Regions from separate parts of the Sus scrofa genome. Here regions 1 and 3 are each linked to region 2. The links are chromatin contacts, called in public Hi-C maps. All regions are on one chromosome and are shown on one strand. The core of a region is the stretch at or near the end of the contact, and the rest is flanking DNA. Distances in the headings are between cores, read along the strand shown.

Evidence for each region. A called contact is a pair of places that touch in the nucleus more often than the background predicts.
Region 1: a Hi-C map of skeletal muscle shows a contact between it and region 2, with 2.7 times the contacts expected there. The contact joins the promoter of MDGA1 here to the promoter of CCDC167 in region 2. A contact is called at or near these places in 2 of 47 Hi-C or Micro-C datasets (adipocytes and skeletal muscle).
Region 3: a Hi-C map of liver shows a contact between it and region 2, with 3 times the contacts expected there. The contact joins the promoter of RNF8 here to the promoter of CCDC167 in region 2. A contact is called at or near these places in 2 of 47 Hi-C or Micro-C datasets (heart right ventricle and liver) and 1 of 2 datasets of contacts at active chromatin or transcription factors (alveolar macrophages).

What each region holds. Positions count from the first base shown.
Region 1 is chr7:33,267,349-33,270,692 of Sscrofa11.1, reverse strand. MDGA1 (MAM domain-containing glycosylphosphatidylinositol anchor protein 1) reads left to right here and starts at 1,480. Exons shown (of 17, transcript XM_001924567.4): 1 at 1,480-2,487. The coding sequence starts at 2,421.
Region 2 is chr7:33,084,077-33,087,007 of Sscrofa11.1, reverse strand. It overlaps CCDC167 (coiled-coil domain containing 167), which reads left to right and starts at 1,278. Exons shown (of 4, transcript NM_001243364.1): 1 at 1,278-1,335. The coding sequence starts at 1,294.
Region 3 is chr7:32,929,730-32,933,065 of Sscrofa11.1, reverse strand. It overlaps RNF8 (E3 ubiquitin-protein ligase RNF8), which reads right to left and starts at 1,280. Exons shown (of 8, transcript XM_005665930.3): 1 at 972-1,280. The coding sequence starts at 1,082.

The sequences.
Region 1 (3,344 bases), core at 231-2,730, 180 kb before region 2:
GGCTTGTTAGCTGCTGCGGTTTTCCGCGCTCCCAGGGGCCGCCCTAATACAATCCTGGCGCACACGCCGAGATAAATAACGGCGACAGGTGGAGCAGGTGAGATTAGCCAGACCGGGGTAGGGGGAAGCGATCGGAGGTGCGGGGGAGGCCGCCCGCTCTGCTTCCTAGCCTTTGCCTCTCCCCGCCGGCGTTCGGGAACAGCGCTCTTCCCACCCCTGCTCCCAGAGGGCCGGGTGGAGGTAGCGGAGTCCGGGAGCGCGAGACCTCGCGGCTGGAGCCGGCCCCTGGCTTGGCTGCTGAAAGAGAGGGCGCCTCTGGGGCGCTTGGGCGCGCTTGAGGTCCTGAGGGGAGGCAGGATGGGGAGAGGGACGAGCTGGGGAGAATGGGGTGGTGGCCTGGGGAGCTCTGGCTACGGGGTCCTGCCGACAAACCTGTTGGCAACCTGTGGGCAGAGGCACGGGCAGGAGGAGCTCTGATCTCGCCCTCTCAGCCCCCGGCTACTCCAGCTGCTCCGGCGAGGGCCCCCACGCCTGACGCGGGGAGAGGCCTCGGCTGTCTGGAAAGGGGCGGGGCTCGGCCGGGGGCGGAGGGACTCCCGGGCGGAGCAGACAGCCCTGCAGACCCACAGCAGGCGACCAGCTCGCGCGCCTGCAGGACCCCGAGCACTGCTGGCGCCCCGGCCTTTCCCTTCGACCCTCGCTTCAGTTCCCCTCCCCCACCCCCCGCGGCAAAGTGCGAAACATTTACAAAGTGTGCAGTGCCCCGCAGGCTAGGCTAGAGTCCCCGGAGCGAACGTCCGCGTCTGCCTAGCTAGCGTACTGGGATCAGTGCACCCGGTCCGGGTGAGCAAGGGCGGGCGAAGAGCGAGTGTGTGAGCGCGCTGCAGAGCCCGCGCCAAAACCCTTGTCCCTTCGCCACTGTCCTCTGGATGGATGGATCCATTTCTGCTTTCTGACATTTTCCTGCTGGGGGTGGGGTGGGGGCGGAGAGAGAGAAGGGGGGAGGAGAGGGAGAGAATGAGAGAGAGAGAGAGAGAGGAGAGAGAGAGAGAGAGAGAGAGAGAGAGAAAGAAAGAGAAAGGCAGTCTGCTTCCCCCAGCCCTGTTTTGTTTTCTCTAATTGGTCCTGGGGGAGGCGAGGAAATTGGACAGAGGCTGGGCCGGGCGAGCTGGGCTGCCTTTAATTGGCTCCTTTTTTTAACTGGAGGGGAATCAAACAGGAGAGCGAGCGACAAAGGGTGGGAGAGCGAGAGACCGAACGAGGAGACGCGAGGAGGAGGGAGGAGAGAGGGAGGCGTGTGGGGCGGGGTGGGGGGAGAGCGCGGAATGAAAAGCTCGGAGGAGGGGGAAAGCAGCACAGCGGAGCCCAAGTTGCCGAGCGAGCGGAGTGCTCCCGCGGCCCGGAGCCTAGCGGCCGCCGCGCCCGGGAGCCCGGCCCGGCCCCGCCTGCTCTGGGCCCCCGCTGGCGGAGGCCGCCGGGCGGGGGCGGGGACGATCAACTTGGGGCGCGGCGCAGCCCGGTTTTCCCGAGAGCGCGAGCCCGGGAGAGCCTCGGGCCGCGTCCAGACGGCGGGAGCGGAGCGCGACGAGCGGAGGAGGCGAGCGGCTCCCGCGCCGCAGCCCCGGCCTCGGCGAGAGCGCGAATATTTTTCAAACGACTCAAACTTTCCTTCTTTCCCCGCGTTCTGGGGTCTCTCTTGAATGGAATTGCTCTCCTGAGTCCCGCGGGGCGCCAGGGCGCGATCGCTCCCCGAGGTTCCTCGGTGGCTGGGCTAACTTCGCGGACTCGGGACCCGTGGCTCTAGCCCCTCGGCGGAGCCCAGCCCTTCTCCCGTGCTCAGGAGGGCCAAAGCCGGGGCTTTTTGCCTCCGAGAGGACGCCCAACCCAGCCCCCTTGGGTCAGGCCGTTGAGCCCCCAGCACCAGCCGCAGGACTGGAGACAGCGGATTAACCCGAGAGGAGCCCGGGCCTCCCCGCCCCCGTTCCGCTGAGGGTCGTCCCCTGGGCGGGGAAACGACAAGTTTGTCAGTCGTCGGTGGCCTGTTGGATCCAAGAGCCTCCGCCTCTGCAGAGGGGTCCCTGGCGCCCAGAACACCGAGCAGACACTCCTGGAACCCGGGGAGGCTCGGCAGCCGGGCTCCGTGGGCTGGGGCGCTGGCTGCTGCGCCGGGCGCGCGGAGGCACCCGGGGCCGGCCAGCGCCCCCTGCGTCCCCACGCGGGCAGCGGCCCCGCCAGAGGAGAAACCCGGCTCGCCGCCACCGCCGCCTCCTTAGTCTCCCGGTCTCCATCGCTGGGGCCGCCTACTCCGTCGCCTCTCCGGGAACGGGAGACGCAAGGGGCATCGCGGGGCCCCGGCGGATGCGCCCCCCGGCGCCTCTCGGGCTGCGCCGCCTCGCGGGGATGAAGCACCGGCCGTGAAGATGGAGGTGACCTGCCTTCTACTTCTGGCGCTAATCCCCTTTCACTGCCGGGCACAAGGAGTCTACGGTAAGAGCCCGCGTGCCGCTCCAGGCCGGCTTAGCACCGCGCGGAAACTTTGCAAGAGGCGCAAAGCGCGCGCCGCCGGGGTTTGGTGGGTACCCCGGCTCAGACTCTGGAGTGGATGCCGGGGTCTCCGCCCTTTTCCAGAGCTCGAGGAGATGGAGCTAGCTGCTCCAGAGCACCGAGACGGGTCGTATGGTCTGGCGTGAAGCCGGGGATGCCAGGGGAGGTGGTACCCACTTTCCAAACGCTGCCAATGGCAGGAATGACTCGGAACCCTTGAGTGCACCCAGCTGGCTCGGGAGACCCTGACGGATCGCACACCGGCGGCTGGGGAAGGGACTTGCACTAAAACCTCATCCTCCCCTGGCTCGGCCTCTGGTGTGGAAGCCGAGCGAGGCACGATCCAGAGTTGCGCGCGGCTTGCAGGCGAGCTGGCTGCCAGCACCGCGGCCGAGCGGCGGGCTCGCCTTCCCCGCTTCCTCTGGGCTTCGCTTCTTTCACTCGGTTCCAGACAGCCCGAGCGGATGCAGGCATTCCCTAGATTGGGCTCCTAAGACCCCAGAATCCCTTTTCGGACCACTCCTGAGCCAGTTAGTTAGGTCTTTCTGTTGCCGGTTAGTGGCCACAAAACCCCAGCCCCACCTTCATTCTTGCTGCGCGCACGCAGGCATTCAGCCACGGTCCCCAGGAAAAGCAAACACTGCACGCACCCATCCAGCTACGTGTCCGAACTCTGCCTCCTACCACGCAGCTTTGCTCCCGCGTCCCCACACCTCGCTCTCAGGCGCCAAGAGGACTCCGGTTACCCCTTCTCCCTTCTCTCTCGTGGCTTTTGCCGAGGAAAGATCCTGCAAGTCGGC
Region 2 (2,931 bases), core at 29-2,528:
TAACCCGTCAGAAAATAAGCAGCTTCAATTCCAGTCTTATAGTCTTTGACCCAATAATTCCACTTGTGCGAATTTATCTTAAATAATTCAGCCAGGGCTATGTACACAAAAAATATCTGCTTTAGCATTATTTGGAGGTAATGTCTGATAAAATAATATCCAATGTAAGAATGGGATATATTCATGTGGTGGCATATGCAGCCATCACAAATGATGATTTCAAGGTGTGGGGAAATGTCTGTTTCAAATTGCAGTTCAGTATCCATTAATTATGAGATAAGCTTAATAAGTATCCTGTCACCAACCTATTTTTTAATTAAATAGACTAGATTAGAAAATATTTGAGAGTATTGCAGGTGGTAAAGTTGCTTATCAGGAAATTTTGGTGTAGCGTATATGAGTAACTGGGACATCACACAAATTTTTTTTTTTTAAATCGTCAGATCACAAAGCATTTCAAAGAGTCTACATCATTAGGATTACAACGGTATAAAATACTGTGACTGAGACCAAGCCTGGAAGGAAATACTCAGAAACAAAGCTAGACCTGTGTTAGGAGTGGCAGGATTTTTTTTTTTTTTTTTTTTTTTTGGACGCCCCTGTGGCAAGTGGAAGTTCCTGGGCCAGGATCGAACCAGCACAAAGTGACCTGGGCCGCTGCAGTGATCCTTAACCCCTGAGCCACAAGAGAACTCCAAGGATGCTGCTTTTCACTTAAAAGTTTTCTATGATGTTTGTAGACTGTTCTTCCGACACAACAAGAAAAATGAGTACAAACAAGACACAACGGAGAAACAACAACAGAAAGTCATTAACATCCTCAAAGGCGAAGGGGCTCATGGAGGCACAGCGCTTCAGGATGGGCCTTGAAGGTTGAGAAGAACTTGACAGAATTAAAGGGTGGGAGTTGGCCTCGCACTGAGCGGGGTGGTTACAAAAAGGATGAAGGACACGAAGGAGATGGGGTGAAAGAAAATGACCCTTTCTGTGCGGTAAAGTGGCTTTCTTTTAGTAAGGAAAGGGGCAGCTCCACCCCTGGGCGGGCCATTGTTCCTCCCGCGCCAATGGGCTCATTCTCTTCCCGCCGCCCCCTAGCTTGAAGCCTCAAATAGTGGTTCCCCTCACAAACATGGCCGGGCCCAACCGGCTACGCCCCTCAATAAGATGGCGACCGCCAGTAGTCCCGCGGCCAGCCATCTCGGTGACCAATGAGAGAGAAGCACGAGGGTTTGCGCATGCGTAGTGCTACTGGTGGGCGCGTCCAATAATGACTCGGAGATCCCAGCAAGTAACATGACCAAAAAGAAGCGGGAGAATCTGGGCGTAGCTCTAGAGGTGAGGGGAGAAATGGGGGGTGGGCCACACGGTTAACTGCCTTCTCTCCATGCAGGGGTAGTGGGTCCACCCGGTTGCAGGTTGGAGGAGTGGGTGAGGGGAGGAAGTGAGGGCGACGTGAATTTGCGAGAGGGCCGCGAGGGTGGTGAGAGGGCCAGATGGAGTGCCCGGAGGTGAGGAATACGAGGATCCGAAGGTTGGAGAGCCTGAGGGGCCACAGGGGTTGAGAACAGAAGGTGAGAGTACGAGACGCGGAGATCCGTGTCTCTTTCCCTCTGGAGGAAGGGGAGCCCCAAGGAGAGCGAGACGGAAATCAGGGGGCCCTGATGGGCGACTTTTAAATGAGGGGAACCCTAAAGGGGCTTGTACTTCGTGGTGAGGGTTTCCCAGAGGGGTAGAGACCTGTAAATGAGGGGACCCGGAAAGGTGGGGATGCCCATACTGTTTAATCTGTTACCGATGGCTTAACTGCCCCCTGAGATGGGAAGTTTTTCCTCTGGGGTACTGAAGCGTGTCGCTTAAAAATTATACTATGGGAACCTGTGGGAATTTGTAGAGAATTCTGGAATGGTGATGTTCCCAAAGAGCTTACAAATAATTGACTGCACATGGAAGGGGAAGAAAATTGATGTCTATTGAGCAACTGGCCTTTGTTACTCTATTTGCATTCTTGGTTAATCCTCACTACAAGCCTGTGAAATTTTTATAGATGGGGAAACTGAGGTTCCAAGTAGAGTCCAGGTTGAAGGGGTTGAAGCATGGAGAATCAAGCCCAGGTGATTTGCCTCCTGGTGCATCTTGTTTCTCTTGTGTTACAGTTCCTTTAAATCACCCTCCCAGGAGTTGCAAGAAAGATACTGGATAATTATCTTGAACTTATTACTAGTTCATCAGTTCTCAGTCTTAAAAATGCATGAAGAAACGTCTTGTTAAAAATGGACAGTTGAATTCTCCTCTATCTTGAGTAATTTAGTAGGACTTGGGTGTGTGTTTTTAACAAAGAATCTACATTTTTTTCTTTCCTTTTTTTTAAGAATCTACATTTTTAACAAGCTACACACATGCTTATGCAGGTTTTAGTACCACCCCTTGAGAAATACTGGCATACTTGGTGGGAAAAAAGCTTGATGGAAAAGTGAATCACCTTGTAAAAGAAAATTCAGATGCAAAAAAGAGATGACACTCTTAGCGGAAAGGGCATAGGCTTTATAGCCTGTATTAGGACACGATAAGCTGCTCTAACAGAGAAACCCCAAAATTCAGTCAGTGGCTTCAAGAACAAGAAAATTGTTTGTTTTCCTAACAGGCTAGAGCAGGGATTGGTAGGTGTTGTCTGTAAAGGATCAGAGAGTGACTGTCTTAGGCCTTGTCGGCCATATGGGCTCTGTTGCAACTACAGTTGATCCTCATTATTAGCAGATTCTGTATTTGTGAATTTGCTTGTTAAAATGGGTTTGTAACCTCTAGACCAATACTAGAAATACTTTCACAGTAATTAACTGAAAGTGGCAAGATTTGATTCATCCGACCGAGGCCCACATGGCCAGTTCAGGTAGAAGAAGGCTATGTCTTTTTCCACTCTTCTTTGTGCTGCAA
Region 3 (3,336 bases), core at 31-2,530, 150 kb after region 2:
TGGGGCGGAGATCTGGTGTTGCCCTGAGCTGTGGTGTAGGTCCCAGCGCTGCTAGGATCCTGGGTTGCTGTGGCTGTGGCTAGGCCGGCAGCTGTAGCTCCAATTTGATCCCTAGCCTGGGAACTTCCATATGCTGTGGGTTTGGCCCTAAAAAACAAAAAAGAAGGAAAATTTTGCATTTATGATTCCATTAGAGAACATTATAAGCAGCCTTTTAGAGAGAATTATTATATTTCTGAAGCCCTACCTACCCCAACCCATCTCAGAGAATGCCAATGGGCAGTACCCAGACTCAGGGTAATTGTGGCCCACACCAAAGCGCCAATTTTCCCCAGAGTTGGAAAGACAGAAGCCATTTTAACGTTATAGTCTGAGTATTTTAAGGGACCCGACCCAAACTTGAAATCTTTTTTAAAAGAAACTTGAAAAAGTTCACTCTCTCAGCAGCTGTTTCCCCCCTCCCCCGACCGTGGGCCATTCTGACTCCGAAGTTGGGGCAGCTCCGCCTCCCTGGCAGGGGGCTGCAGAGCTTCGTGCGACCCCAACAGGTCCTAGACCCCTAACCCATCAACCTAGTCGCCTCCTTCCCCCACAAAACCCCAGCAGTCCTCAGGTTCTGGGCCACCCCTACGGCCACCTCTCCTTCGGCCCCTCTTCCAGGCTTCTTTTCGCAACCCGGACATCGGTCCCAGCTCTTCCCTCCGGCTTAGGCCGCTCCGGAAGTGGCCATCTTTTCTCCCAGGCTGTCCTACTTCCCCTGACACCCCCCACCTCAGACACCCCAACAGCTCGCACCAGACTCCTTTCTACTTTCCCTCCTCCAGGACCCAGCCTTCACCTCTCTCTCCTCTTCCTCCCCCACCTCCTCTTTACCATTCATCCCTACCTCACCCTGTCGGGACGCCTGGCCTCCCTCCTGCCCCACCTCCTCCAACCCCCTTCCTCGCATCAGTAGGACCCCTCCCCCTCACCTCTTTTCCGTCCTCCAGCAGCAGCCACTCGGCGTTCATCCCCACCCGCCGCAAGCACCAGCTCCGGTCACCGGCGCGGCCTCCCGTGACCAGGGAGCCGGGCTCCCCCATAGCCCACTCGGCCCTGGGTTGCTGTCAGTACAGAGCGAGGTTGCTGTCAGCACAGAGCGAGACCCGACCCGAGTTCCCGCCGCCTCTCCGCTTTCTCGCGGACGCCATACTAACAGTACAGACAGAAGCAATCGCTAGGAGCTCGCGATCGATGCAAACGCTCGTTCGGGCTCCGCCCCCAGCCCGCTCCCCGCAGGCAAGCCGGAGTCACTGCGCCTGCGCGAGACCAGGGCTGGGGCGGGTTGGCTCAGGTGAGGGTGGTGTAGCCTCAGGTCCGGTACTGGTGTGCGCTACACTCTGAAGCTCCCATGTGACACCTTACTCTCCCTTTGTAGCGCCCCAACTTCAGTTCTAGCTGCCTCAAACTGGAGCCTCTTCTAACCTTTCTTCTCGCTTTTAAAAATTTTGCTTTATGATGCTTTCTATGTTATTTGAAATTATAAACAACTTTTAACTTGTGATCATTTTTAAATCCGTGAACCCTGTTTCTAAATAGCATCTCGTTTGCACGATCTTTTATTGCCGAATTTTTTTAACTTACACTGTACTAGACAAGTCTTGCCAAGCAGAGAGCAGTGTTAACCTGGGGCCAGGTGTGGAAGAGGGAGTGGGGGGTGTCGAATGCAAATAGAGTTGAGGGAATTTTCAGAGGTGATAAAAATGTTCTAAAACTGCTTTCTGATGTACACTGGAACATAATATTGTATGTCAATTGCATTTCAATTAAAAAAGTGAAAATGAAATTAGATTATGGTAATGATTGCACAGCTGTATATATTTACTAAAAAGTCCTTTGAAGCATACACTTCCAATGAATTTTATGGTGTGTAAGTTATCCTCAATAAAGCTGTTAATTAAAAAAATGAAAAAACAGCAAACTCAGATTCTTTCCTTTGATTCTCCAGAATAGTCTGGTAGCTGCTCCCTGTAGTAACTACCTCTGTAATCACTCAATGCCCCCTTTGGTCGTTTTGATTTTCCAACACCTGGTTCACAGTTTTCTTAAACTCTGTCAAGAGGAAAAAAATGTATTATAAATGAATCATACAAAGTGCAATAGTAAGTGGCTGATGTTTATTGAGAACTAAGGACTTGACCAAGCACCCTGCATAATTTATTTTACTTGCTTCTCACAAAAGATGTGACGATGGTGGTTACAATTATAATTCCTACTTTAGAGATGATGAGAAAAGAGGGACAGTAGTTCCCCTGTGGCACAACCAGTTAAGGATCTGGCATTGTCACTGCGGTGGCCTGGGTCACTGCTGTAGCGTGGGTTTGATGATCCCTAGCCAGGGAACTTCCGCATGCTACAGGCAGGCCAAAAAAAAGAAAAGAAATTTCAGCCTTTGATGTCACAGAGGGTCAGGAAAATTGGTGGAGACTTACCTGCATTCACGGAGATGCTTCCCTAACCTTTGGAAGGGTGACTGCTATGCTTTCATCCCACCTTAGTGTTTTGTCCCAGGATCAGCAAGTGCACGTAAGGCCATCCTGACATTTAGTTGGCATGTCTCCCTAAGCTCTTGTGGGCTGTGACAGTTTCTTGGACTTCCCTTGTTTTTGATGACCTTGACAATTTTAAGGAATACGAGCAGGTATTTTGTAGAATATTCCTTAACTGGGATCTAGCTGATATTTTTCTCATGATTAGACGGGCTTGTAGGTGTTGGGAAGACCACAGAGGTCGAGTGCTATTCTAGTGCCACATTAAGGTTACAAGCTATCAATGTGAATTATCACTACTGACATTAATCTTGATAACCCTGCTGAGGTGGTGTTTGTCAGGTTTCTCTACTATAAAGTTACTCTTTCCCCCTTTTCTGTACTGTGCCTTTTGGAAGGAAGGCACTGCCCAACCCACACATAAGGAGTTCCTTAAAAGTATGGTTTCTATATACATGACTTGGAATTCTTCTGCACGAGAAATTTGTCTCTTCTCCCCATTGATTTATGGAGTCATTTATTATATCACTATGAACTCATAAATAACTTCTGTATACTTTGTGCTATAACCCAATACCACTTTATTTTGATGCTCAAAATGTTCCTTCTTTGCCTGTTGAGAGCTCTTTCAGGTATGTCCCTTTGACATACACTCCCATCGTTATGTTTTAGTGAGCACTTCCTAACTTTCTAGCATGAGATGCTCTAGACCTAGCATGAGCCATTTCTCTAAGGAGCCTAGTTCCTTTTATTAGAAAGTGGCATTAGAAATCAAGATCTGGGCACCGGTGTGCTTATTGCTACTGGG